2 separate regions of the Sus scrofa genome follow, and region 1 is linked to region 2. Evidence: chromatin contacts called from public HiChIP or PLAC-seq data. All regions are on one chromosome and are shown on one strand. Each heading gives the region's core, a stretch centred on a gene start, on an enhancer-like site or on the middle of the called end of the contact. The rest is flanking DNA. Distances are from core to core; before and after follow the strand shown. Region 1 holds the start of TMEM217 (transmembrane protein 217). Region 2 holds the start of PPIL1 (peptidyl-prolyl cis-trans isomerase-like 1).

The links. HiChIP or PLAC-seq counts read pairs in DNA pulled down with a chosen protein or histone mark.
Region 1: an H3K27ac HiChIP or PLAC-seq map of alveolar macrophages shows a contact between it and region 2. The contact joins the promoter of TMEM217 here to the promoter of PPIL1 in region 2. A contact is called at or near these places in 3 of 47 Hi-C or Micro-C datasets (embryonic fibroblasts, liver and skeletal muscle) and 1 of 2 datasets of contacts at active chromatin or transcription factors (alveolar macrophages).

What each region holds. Positions count from the first base shown.
Region 1 is chr7:32,833,742-32,840,672 of Sscrofa11.1, forward strand. TMEM217 (transmembrane protein 217) reads right to left here and starts at 5,374. Exons shown (of 2, transcript XM_001927644.5): 1 at 5,309-5,374. TBC1D22B (TBC1 domain family member 22B) reads left to right here and starts at 5,437. Exons shown (of 13, transcript XM_003128372.4): 1 at 5,437-5,729. The coding sequence starts at 5,500.
Region 2 is chr7:32,546,074-32,552,319 of Sscrofa11.1, forward strand. PPIL1 (peptidyl-prolyl cis-trans isomerase-like 1) reads right to left here and starts at 1,801. Exons shown (of 5, transcript XM_003128368.5): 1 at 1,700-1,801. C7H6orf89 (bombesin receptor-activated protein C6orf89 homolog) reads left to right here. Exons shown (of 10, transcript XM_021098652.1): 2 at 1,459-1,915.

The DNA.
Region 1 (6,931 bases), core at 4,124-6,623, 290 kb after region 2:
TGCCTTCATGGATACGAGTTGGATTAATTTCCGCTGAGCCATAAGGGAAACTCCTCTCTCTTCCTTTCTTGACTCCTATAATCTCTTGCTTCTTCAATCTTTTTGCTTAGCCCTTTGCCTTCCCTAACAAAACTGATCTCTCTCAGTTGGCTCCTTCTACTGGTTGTTTAGGTTGTTTTGGTATAGAACAAGCTCTCCCACCTTCAGATCCCAGTCTGACCTCACCATCCCTTTTGTGGACCTGCCAGAGGCCAGCTTTGGCGGCCAGGGAGTGTACACTTTTCCGAAGAAGATGGACAGACGTCGGCTTTTGCATCAGAGACAGCCTCTTTGTCCCTTCTTTCAGGGCGCTGGACTGCTCAAACTTTATTGGCAACAGTGGTTGATTATATAGACAGTTTTTTACTACAGATTACATCACAGTGTTAAAAGTACATTGGTTAACTATTACATGGTATAGCAGCTATACATAATGTTTTAAGATCTCTATCTTAACTAAACTTAGTATTTTGAAGAGGCCATAGACACAAGAATTTGGCATTCACAAACCTTGTTTGTAGACTGGTGCTTATCTTCAAAGCGTTATGGCAGGGAGATAGTGTAAGTAAATATAAACCAACTTAACTAAACTAGCTATCACTTAAAAGCTTTTAAAATCAAAGACAAAACTCACAGATAGGTTTTTTGGATAATATATGTCTAACTTTTATGAACCTCATTAAGATCCTAACTCTGAAGTTTACTATATAACTAGTTAATAAATAAACACTATGTTTTAACTAAGTTGGATTTAAATAGGGGAAAGTCCTTCAGGATGAAATTCTTATTATATTATTGTTGTAACTTTGTTAAATCACAAATCACCACAGGAAAATAAGAATGGAAAATAAGAATAATAAGTAAATAATCAGGAAAGACGGGGGAAAACTGAGTAACAAAACAACAGGAAAGACTAGGTCACCCAAGAAACAATCCATGTTCTCCAGTGCAAACATGGAAATTGTTTTCCCAGGGGAGCCCCAATTCTTCCCCATCAACATCAAAATGAGAGCTGTGTAACCTGAGGCCTGCCCTCGGCTTGTACCAAACAGGCAGGCTTTCATCCTGACCAGAAGCCCACCTTCGGCTTGTACCATTCAGGTGAGTTCCCTTCTTTGGTTAGGAACCTGCCTTCAGGGTTTTTTTTTGCCATCAGGCAAGGTCCTTGTTTTGAGTCCCTGCATTTTCTCGGCTCCCCACATGGACCAACACACAGCAGTGCATTATGAGGGCTGCTTTCTGCTCTTCTTCCTTTAGTCCTTCCACTCAGCACAGGGTCCACTCCACTCCTACGGGGAGGTTAAAGTCTGCTAGCTATCTCCTTGTAACTAAGTCCAAAGGCCTTTTTCTTGATTTTTATCTCTCCCTGGAGCTGCTGCTCTGAAAGGACCTCCCTATGGTCCTTCAGGTCTTTCTCATTCCTTTCCTGCATGTCTCCACTCAGGGTTTATCTCTTCCATAGAGCTTTAGCTAAGGACTGGGATACGCCCACCTCTTTTGAGTCCACAGTCAACCCAGACACAACTCATTCCCTTTGCTCCACACTCTGCTCCAATCTAAGCTGTTTCACGCTCCTTCGAGGATTCAGTCAAAGAGAGAAAAGTTAAAAACTTGCTGGCAGATAGATGACACTGGGATCCTTCTACTTCAGTTTCAAAATAATCAAACGTTTGATGGAAGTTCCGGGTGTGGGTCAATGGTAACCAACCCAACGAGTATCCATGAATGCAGTTTCCATCTGAGCCTTGCTCGGTGGAAGAAGGATCCAGCATTGCCATGAGCTGTTGTGCAGGTCACAGATAAGGCTCAGATCTGGCGTGGCTGTAGCTGTGGCTGAGGCTGGCAGCTGCAGCTCCGATGTGACCCCTAGCCTGGGAAATTCCATGTGCCTCAGCTGCAGCCCTAAAAAGGCAAAAATGAAAAAATTTAAAAAGTGCTTCAAAGGAGTTCTCGCCTTGGCTCAGCAGAAAAGAATCTGACTAGGAACCATGAGATTTGCGGGTTCAATCCCTGGCCTCGCTCAGTGGGTTAAGGATCTGGCATTGCCATGAGCTGTGGTGTAGGTCAGAGATGTGGCTCGGATCCTGTGTTGCTGTGGCTGTGGCGTAGGCTGGCAGCTGCAGCTCTGATTTGACCCCTAGCTTGAGAACCTCTATATACCGTGGGTGTGGCCCTAAAAAAAAGAAGAAAAAAAAAAGTGCCCCAAGGACCCCTTGGGAACCTCAAACCAAAGATTTTTTTTTTTTGGTCTTTTTAGGGCCACACTGCAGCACAGGAATTTCCCAGGCAAGCTGTAGCAGCCAGCCTACACCACGGCCACAGAGATGCCAGATCCGAGCTGTGTCTATGACCTACACCACAGCTCACAGCAATCCCAGATCCCTGACCCACTGAGCAAGGCCAGGGATACTAGCTGGGTTCATTACTGCTGAGCCACAACAGGAACTCCAACAAAGACTATTTTAAAAAGTTATCACCAGACAACTAAAAAAAATTTTTTTGGCCATGCCTATAGAATGTGGAAGTCCCTGGGGCTGGGGATCAAACCTTTGTCACAGCAGCGACTTAAGCCACTATAGTGACAATGCCAGATCCTTAACTTGCTATGCCACGAGAGAACTCCTAGACTCTTTTTTTTTTTTTAATCTTGGATGGGAAACTGGCTTAGGAGTAGAAAATAAAGAGTAGGAATATTAACAGCTTCTCTGGGTTGAACAGTGTTAACAGTATCCCCTGGGAATCTGTGTTATTTAACATTTCATAAATGATTAAGAAAAAGGAATACTTTGAGACATTTTTAGGTATAACAGATTACACTCTGCTTTCCACATAGTGAAATGTCAAGTCAATAGGGAGCATCTTCTGGAACATTTCTAAAGTTATGTGAGGAGGCTAGAAAGTCACAGGTGATTTGCCATGTGGACACATGTAAGGCAGCTCACACAGAGGGGACAATTCAGGTGACACCTTTAAGACAATGAACTCTGAACTGCCAGCTTCCACTGAGGAAAGGGATCAGAAGTTGCTGTAGATGATCCCTTCAAGATATCAGCTCCTCAGTGTTCCTGTTGTGGCTCAGTGGTTAATGAATCCGACTAGGAACCATGAGGTGGCGGGTTCGATCCCTGGCCTTGCTCAGTGGGTTAAGAATCCGGCGTTGCTGTGAGCTGTTGTGTAGGTCATAGACGTGGTTCGGATCCCGAGTTGCTGTGGCTCTGCTGTAGGCCAGTGGCTACAGCTCTGATTTGACCCCTAGCCTGGGAAACTCCACATGCCATGGCAGCAGCCCAAGAAATGGCAAAAAGGAAAAAAAAAAAAGAAAAAAGAAAAAGAAAAAAGACATCAGCTCCTGTAAAATCCAAAGTGCCAGCAAAAGTTCTGGTGGTCCAGAAGGAAGACAAAACACCAACTTCAACGCAAACCTAAGGAAATGCCTTTTGGAGCTCAGTATGCAATGCTAGACACTGCATCATAAGAAAAAGAGCCAAAGAAAGGCAGCTATAATGATTAAAAGGATAGAGGGGATTTTGTGTGATGGAGTAAATACCCATAAGGGTGACTCTGAGACAAGATAGGATGAAAATCAATGAAAACATGGGAAATTCAGAGCAAATTAAAATAGCCCTTTTTATATTGTGAAATTAGGGGACAAAAGAAGCTTGAAAATGGGCTTATGTCTATGTAGAAGTAGACCGTTAGAGGGCATATAAAAGAAGTTCCTTTAGACCTCCCAATATGATGTAGGACTGTGCTAGTACCAAGAGTGGAGAACATCAGCCTATCTCAACAGACCTTTGAGATAAAAAAAAAAAAAACTATCTGGACTAGGGTGTCCTCCCTGTCCCCTCTACCCTCCCCCCATCACTGTGGCATACAACCACAGAAACTCAAAAGAGCAAAAACACCAACAAGATATGCGATAAAGAATTCAAAATGCTAGGAGTTCCTGTCGTGGCTCAGCGGAAATGAATCCTACTAGGAACCATGAGGTTGTGGGTTTGATCCCTGGCCTTGCTCAGTGGGTTAAGGATCTGGCATTGCAGTGAACTGTGGTGTAGGTTGCAGACGTAGCTTGGATCCCACATTGCTATGGCTGTGGTACTGGCCAGAGGCTACAGCTCTGATTAGATCCCTAGCCTGGGAACCTCCATATGCCGTGGGTGTGGCCCTAAAAGGACAAAAATAAATAAATAAATTTAATTAAAGAATTCAAAATGCTAATATTAAATCTCATTCTGAGGATTTCCTGTGTGGCTCAGTGGGTTGAGTGGGTTGAATTCAGCCACTGTCACTGAAGTGTCTCTGGTCACTGCAGTGGCACTTTCCTGGCCTGGGAACTTCTGCATGCCATGGATGCTGCCAAAAAGAACCAAAACAAAACAAAACAAAAAACAAACTCTCATTCTGAGCCAAAAGTAGATTGAAAGTAAGGTCAAGGGTGAAAGATTTATAATGGATTAATAAGAGAAAATAAGGATGTTTCGGAGGTACATTATCTTTTTTTTTCTTTTTTTGCATCCTGCGGCATATGGAGCTCCTGGTCCAAGGATCAGATCCAAGCCGCAGTTGTGAGCTACACAGCAGCTGTGACAATGCTGGATCCTTAACTCACTGGGCCAGGTGAGGGATTGAACCTGCATCCCAGCGCTCCAGCTGCTGATCCTGTGGCACTACAGCAGGAGTGGGAACTCCGTTTGGGGGTACATTCTTAATATTTGTGATTCATGCCTTGGGGATGTGCTTTGTCCTCTCAGGAAATGTTACTTGGTATTCTGAATTGGATGGATAAAATAAGAATATTTCCTAAACAGTTTGTCAGCATCTGGATTCTCATGGTCAGAAAGTGGCAGTTATTGGTTGAAACAGAGGTTTGATCATTTGAATTTCATCCACAGCACAAGTCCTTTAATAGTGATCAATTACCTTAGGAGAGAGAGGCTCTTTTGAACCAACCGTTACTCATGTGTTGAACAGTTGGCAGCTCTGAGCCATCAGATCAGTATTGATCTTCCTCCATAGTTTACAAAATATCAGGGTACCAAGGCAACCGGGACGGGGAAAGTAATAACCAGAGTGTTGTTGAGTTGGGAGACGTTAAAAATGGGCTGCAACCCACTCGTGTGCCCTTATTTTTAGGTCAAGGATGTATGTATGTTCATATAATATGCTCTCTCTTTCTCCAAAATACTACACTCAGGAACCTCATTACTGCCCCCTCCCCCAAAGAAAACAGAACCCTCTCCTCCTTCCCGTAGGTCTCTTTCTTTACCTGCTTCTTCCCCAGCTTGGGTTAAGAACTTTCGGCCCCGCCTCCCTGTTCGTCCAAGCTCCGCCTTCCCGGTTCACCTGTGTGCCCCGCCCCTGACGTTACAGTTCGGCATCAGCGGCGTGCAGGATTCCAGCTCCCGATTGGCTCATCTGACCACGGCCAGCGCAGCCCACCAATGGCAGCGGCACTGGATGGGGGGTGGTGGTGCCCACATCCAAGATGGCGCTCCCGGGAGCTGGGAGCGGGTGACCGGCGGCTGGGAAGCGGCCTGGGCTGGCCCTGCGATTGCGGGGTCTTGGGGGCATCTGCTGGGTAGCACCCCCACCCCCCCGGCCCACCTACAAGGCCTTCCCCGGGCTGGAGCAATGGCCGCCGAGAACAGCAAGCAGTTTTGGAAGAGAAGCGCCAAGCTGCCGGGGAGGTGAGCCCAGGACGCTGAAAGGAAGAGGGGATTGGACCAAACCCTTCCAGATCCTAAACCCTAAATCCCGCGGGCCTGGGGTGCCACCGACCCCAGAAGGCTGGTTTGGGGGACCTGGGAGAAGGAAGTTGGGGCTGCCTGGTGGCGGCAAGACAGCTGTCAGGCAAAGGAGCCGGCAGCGAGCTTTGGAGATGGCTGGGTGTGGGAGCAGACCCGGGTCTGGGGGCGTAGGGCTTTGGAGGGGCTGCCCTCAGCCGGGAGGGGGCCGGTGGCTGGAGTTCTGGCATAAGGGACAGTGGAGTTGGGTGAGTAACTAGTGTCGGTCCTGGGTTCGGAAAGCCACCACAAGAGCTGCTTCTCACTTTAAACAGAACTCCTTCTTGGGGGGGTGGTCTCCACCTCGCACAGGTGGTTGTTTGCTCGTGGGTGGCCCCTTCCCTTGCTCCCCCAGCTCTGCACGTATGAATTTTTCTTCTAGACTCCTAAGAGGTTCTGATGAGAGCTTGGGACCGTCTGTAGGGGGACAAGAAAAGTGAGGAAAATTCTTAAGCACGACCTCACTTTATCCAGAGTTGGCTCTTTCCCATTGGGAATAATTACAGGGTGACCTAGAATCGAGATTATTTCTTTAGCATTTTATAAGGGTTTGTTCAAACTCAAGTAACCTTTTCCCCTCTGCCTGGTAGTGTACTTCTTGTGCAAATGCACTAAATTCTTTAAAGTTGTTTAGTTGGAGAGCAGACTTTTAAGTTACTCTCCACTCCCACCCCGACCCCCTTTTAGGCGTTTCTTGAGACTCTTAGCAACTCTACATTCATCAGTCTGTTGTTGGTTTAGTTTCAATTTGTTTGCAGTCCTGAGAAGTAAAAGGAGTGTATGTTTCAAATCTTAAATTTAAGATTTTTGCTATTCACAGTCCACTTGATGATGAAATTCATGTTTAGTTGTGCCCCCACGTGCTACCCTTTCTAATTGATTCAGGGATAGTAATCTTTTAAACCTGTGGCTTGTTTGTTTAATAGCAAGAGAGAAATGAGGGTCATTGGTGGCTATATGGCAGTCTTATTTCTGTTAGGATGCTGTTAAACATATGGGAATCAGCTTTTAGTAATTTAGTAAAAATAGTGCAAGGGAATGCAGAAATAGCTTCAGATTAAAGTGTTGTGGAATCACAGTGTTAATAGGAATGCTGAAGACCTCTA
Region 2 (6,246 bases), core at 551-3,050:
CCTACACCACAGCTTGTGGCAACATCGGATTCTTAACCCACTGAAGGAGCCCAGAGGTCAAACCCACAACCTCATGGATAGGAGTTGGGTTCTTAACCTGCTGAGCCACAATGGGAACTCTGAGGTAACCACTTTTAACCCATTTTCTATCACTAAGAAAACTCTAATACTATAAACCAATCACTGTGAAGAATAGGCACTGCCTCCTTACTTTATGAGCTGCTTTATAAAAATATACCTTTGAGGATTGACCAAATTTTTCCCAGGCCAGGAATTAACCCAAGCCACAGCAGATACCTGAGCCACAGCAGAGACAACACCAGATCCTTAACCACTAAGCCACCAGGGAACTCCCTAAATGCCCTTTATTGAAAAGGAAATTATAGACTTTTACAGAAACATCATTTTTCAAGCTGGAAACATGAAGGTCATTCTTTATCTCTCTGCTCCCTTCAAGCGACACATTATCAAGACCCATCAATTCTTTTTTTCCAAACATCTCCAAATTGTATCCCTTCGTTCCCATTCCCACTGCTGTTTCATACCTTTAACACCAGGATTATTTCAAGAGCCCTTTTCCTGCATTCTCTGCTTTTTGGCTTTCCCCCACTAATCTATCACACACACACACAATCACAAAAACTTTCCTCCCAAAACGCTACAAGATATTGCCACAAAGTATTAGATGTTTTCCCTTTGCTTGTTAAAGTCCCAAATCACTTGGTCTGAACTTGAAGGACCTTCACCATTGACCCCTGACTTCTCCAGCTGGATTTCCTATTTTATTATCCAAGCCTTAAATGTGGCAACAGTCTTCTCACTTCCAGACCTCTGCCCAAGATGGCCTTTCTCCTTGTAATGCTTTCCCAAACCTTGTCCATGCCCTTGTTCCAGCTTCTTCAGAAAACCTCTCCACTCTACAGTAGACTCTCTCCCCTTCTCTCTTCTTGGTCTTTAATTTGGTGTCCCCTTCCATCATTGTCTAACTGCTTGTGTCAAATTTTGTTCTCACCCAGTAGACTGTTAACAGCTCTAACATGTTAGAACTTGGCCTCTTCCAGTTCAGTTCAGCATTCACATAGAGCCTATTCCAGACCAGAACCTGAACAAAGGGAACTTCCAGTGTAATCTTGAGCAATTTAACCTTTCCATAAACCTCAGCTGGTTGGTATGAGGGTAAATGAGAATTGCTGAAGTGGTTTCATGATATAAAGTCTTTTTTTTTCCCCCCCTTTTTGGCCAGACCTCTGGCATATGGAAGTTCCTGGGCCAGAGATCGACCTGCACCACAGCAGCAATCGGAGTAGCTGCAGTGACAATGCTGGCTCCTTAACCCGCTGAGCCACAAGGGAACCTCTAAAAACCTCTGTAACGTCTGGCACAGAGTACATTCTCAATAAACATTATGAGTGGGCCATATGTACATGTGAGCGATTTATTTGCTTGTCTTTCTTTTAGGTCACAAGAGTAAGGGCCTGCTCACCATTTACGTATCCTTCCCAATCCCACCTCTTAATGCCTAACACGGTGCCAGGCAGGTAGTAAGAGGATCAGCAAATACCCATTGAATGAATCAGTTGAGCTATGAAGTGTGTGTTAGCGAAGGAAAGGCCCTAGCAAGGACTGAAAAGGACCGAATTCAGAGGAAGGACCGAATTCAGAGGAAGAACCGGACGCCAGGGGGAGCAAGAAGGCGTACTTGCCAGACGTCGCGGGAGTTCCCGTGCACTCCGAGGCTTCGCGCGTTTAGCTTCTGGCGGAAGGGCGGGGCAGGAAAAAGGACCGCAGCCTCGGCGCTGGCGTGGGAATTGCTTCCGGGTTACGCGCCCGGAATCAGGAAGTTGTCGGCTTCTTCACGCCCGGCGGCTTGCTGTCTCCGAGGCGGGAGGAGCCCGAGGGGGCACGGTCCCCGCATGTGAGTGACTGGGGCCCGAGGCCGGGAGGGGGAGGCAGCTCCGTGACAGCCTCGCCGCTGCATCCGTGTATAACATCCCCGTGCAGCCCACCCTTCGCAGCCAGTGCTATTCTTGTGTAGTGAATGGCATTCCCCTTTTCTGATCCTCTGGCGTTTTGCAGACTGACAGCATACCCTACCAACCCCCCCCCACCCCCACCCCGGGTCGACTCCTTTTTTAACGTGGCTCTGCCGAGGAGAGCAAAGCAGGTTCGACTGTGATTAAATTTGTTTCGCAGGCCTCACGGCAGTTTCCAACACAACAATGCTAGCGAAGTCTAGATTTTGCTGCCTTTTTGAAAATTTTCTAATTAAAAAAAATATAATGCGAGTAAATCCCTCGCCTTCCATCCGAAACATCTTTTTCTTTCTTTCTTTGGTCTTTTTAGGGCTGCCCCTGCACCGTATAGAATTTCCCAGGCTAGGGGTCGAATCGGAGCCGCAGCTGCCAGCCTACACAACAGCCACAAAAATGCGGGATCCCAGCCGCGTCTGAGACCTACATGGCAGCTCACTGTGACGCTGGATCCTTAACCCGCTAAGTGAGGCCGGGAATCGAACCGGTCCTCACGGATACTAGTCAGGTTCGTTACCCCTGAGCCACAACGGGAATTCCTAAAACATCTTTTTCTAATAATTGTTAGGAAAGGATTTTTTTTTTTTAATGTGGACTTGGTACATATATGATAAACATAGCATCTCGGATTTCAGGAAGAAATATAACTTATTGACCCAAGTAAATGAGCTGTTAATAATCACCTTTTAGAACAAGGAGATTCGCCTGCCTCATGTTACTTAGTGTTTTAAGACCACTAAGCCTGCAGGCCACACTTTTTCTAGCCTACACAGTTTTGGTATTGGCTAGTGTATTTTAAAGTATTTGGCCATCTCCTTATAATAGGGACTATTCCCAGATACTTACTATTCTCATGTTTTCTGTTTGCTCAATTTGATTGTTCCCATGGTGGAATCTTTATGGACATCTCTCCCTTAACTTTGCTACATTGACGTTTTGACTGATATTTACATCGGCCACCTTGAGTACTATAGGCCCTATTTTTTATTATTTTTCTGCTTTGGACCAAAACAATTTTGGGGACCCAGTTGAATCCATGTTCTTCCACAGCTGTTCTAAAACTCCCACCAAAAAAATGTCCAAGTGTGAAGGTCCTAACCAGTTCACGTAAACTCTTATTAGCTTGATGTTATTTTTTTAAATAATAATAAGAAATAAAATAAATAAACCATTAGTTACATTAAATTCATTTGGGAACAGAATGATCATTTTAGGTCCTTTCTATAAGTTTGTTCAACAGACATTGATAAGATTTCATGTCTCTGAGGTGAATTTCCATGTCTGTTATTAGGTTGTATGTATTATTTTCTCCACTTATCTCCGCTTTCAAGAAACAGTTTAGGGAGTTCCCGTTGTGGCGCAGTGGAAATGAATCTGATTAGGAACCATGAGGTTTCAGGTTCGATCCCTGGCCTCACTCCTTGGGTTAAAGATCTGGAGTTGCCGTAAGCTGTGGAGTAGGTCGCAGATCCTGTGTTGCTGTAGCTCCGATTTGACCCCTAGCCTGGAAACCTCCATATGCCTCCGGTGTGAGCTTAAAAAGCAAAAAAAAAAAAGGGAAAGAAAGAAACAATTTAGTATGAGAGGGAAACAAAATATCTGTAATACAAAGTGATAGAGTTGTGTTTAAGGTTCAAAGGGCAGAATCAAGTTCGGACTAGAGTTTACTCATTGGGCAAGACACTGGGAGCTAGGTTTTGCAGGCCAAGGAAATGGGTAAAAAAACCAAAGTGATATGAAATAGTATGGCAATGAAGAATGGGAGAGAGGAATGGGAAATGAGACTGAACAGGTAGGCAGTAACCAGATCATAAAGGGCCATGCTAAGTAATTTGGATTTCATCTTATAACAACTATTAAGCAATTAATTTGGGTATTGAGACAAATGTTTTAGATATTACCAATTTATAATCTCTTAACAACATTGTTGGAAGGACACAGTTGTCCTCATTTTATAAATGAAAACTCTGAGGCTTAGAGAGTTTAAACAGTGTCTCTGTTTAATAGATGGAGAATCTAGCATTCACATCCAGCTTTTTCTAACTCCAGTGCCTATGTTCTTAGCCACCATGCTAAATTGTTCCCCAGCATTATATGAGAAGTCAAGGAAGGGGCTTAAAACAGATGAGCAATGTGAACCAATTTGTGTTTTAGAAAAATAACTTGTAGGGGGTGGATCAGACAGGAGATGGAGGATTGGAAGTATAGTGATTAAATATCTCTCTGTGATGGTCTTTGGGAGAGATGGTGAGGGCCTTGACTGCCATTAGTGTAGTGCTAAAGAGAAGGTGATGAATGTGTGAAGTATACAGGATGCAGAATTGAGGATATGGTGATTGGTTCATTGGTGGGGATGAGGAAGTTTTTAAATTTGGAGAACTGGTGTTCCCGTTAATTAAGAGAAGGAATACAGGAGTTCCCATTATATCGCAGCAGAAGTGATTTGACTAGGAACCATACAGTTGTGGGTTCTATCCCTGGCCTTAGTGGGCTAAGGATCTGGCATTGCAGTGAGCTGTGGTACTGGCTGGCAGCTGTAGCTCCAATTGGACCCCTAGCCTGGGAACCTCCATATGCCGAGGGTGCGGCCCTAAAAAAAAAATTTTTTTTTAAAAGCAAATAAAGGAGTTCCTGTCATGGCGCAGTGGTTAATGAATCCGACTAGGAACCATGAGGTTGCGAGTTTGGTCCCTGCCCTTGCTCAGTGGGTTAACGATCCGGCATTGCCGTGAGCTGTGGTGTAGGTTACAGACGCGGCTCGGATCCCGCGTTGCTGTGGCTCTGGCGTAGGCTGGCAGCTACAGCTCCGATTAGACCCCTAGCCTGGGAACCTCCATATGCCGCGGGAGCGGCCCAAGAAATAGCAAAAAGACAAAAAAAAAAAAAAAAGCCATGGAAGGAATGAAAAGCTCAAGGACAACTGTGATGAATAACAGCATTCAGGGACATAGACTCTGAGAACAAGAGAATTATGCCAAGGTTGAGAGCACTTGAGGGAGATAATGGGTACAAATGGCAGCTGCTGCAGAGAAGTGAGATAAGGTGATAGCTGAAAAAACGTCCTTTGGACTTGGCACTAAAAAGCCTTTGGTAATGTTAGAACAGTATTGGTGGCATGAGGGGGACAGAAACAAATGGAGATCTGAGAAAGATGAAGTGATACTTTTTTTCGAAAGGAGCTTGGCTTCAAAGGGAGGGAGAGTATGAGCTCTAGAAATCTAGAGAGAAATTTTTTTTGAATGGTATAAACTAGAAAAGGTGAAGATAGCAGATTAGAGATAAATTTTAAAACGTGGGGTTTCCTGCTTCAAATACGTTAATGTCATAAAAGACTAAATCTTAAACAAACAAAAGAGACCCCCCCCCACCAAACCTAGCTCCTGTTGTAGATTTAAGTAGAGCGAAGATAGACAACAGCTAACTGTGATGTGTTATCATTGATTGGATTCTAGACTTCCTTTTTAAAATTTTTCTTTTTATTTTAGGGCTGCACTCATGGCATATGGAAGTACCTGGGCTAGGGGTCCAGTCAGAGCTGCAATTGCCAGCCTACACCACAGCCACAGCAACTCAAGATCCAAGCCATATCTGTGGGCTACACCACAGCTTGTGGCAACAACGGATCCCTGACCCACTAATGGAGGCCAAGTATAGGACCTGCATTAGAGTTCTTAACCTGTTAAGCCACAATGGGAACTCCAGATTCCAGATTTCTAAAAAGCTATATGGCCTCCCCCCATTTTTTTTTAAGTTGTCTGTGGATATTAGATAATGGAGAATTATTAATAGGTGTAGTAACGATGCTATGGATATATAAAATAATACTCTTAGAGAATACATGCTGAAACATTTAAAAGCGATTTCATGGAGTTCCCGTTGTTGCTGAGTGGTAATGAACCCAACTGGTATCCATGAGGATGCAGCTTCGATCCCTGATCTTGGTCAGTGAGTTAAGGAACTGGTATTGATGTGGCTGTGGCGTAGGCCAGCAGCTGCAGCTCCAATTTGACCCCTACCCTGGAACCTCCATGTGCCATAAGTGTGGCCCTAAAAAGCAAAAAATAAAAAAAGTGATTTCATGATGTGTTGCAGCTAACTTTGAAATAGTTCTGTTAAAAAAAGAGAGAAAGCAAATATGGCCAAATGTTTGGTAATGATTGGTGAATCTAAGTGAAGGATAGACAAGTGTTGATTACTGTTTCAGATTTTCTGGAGG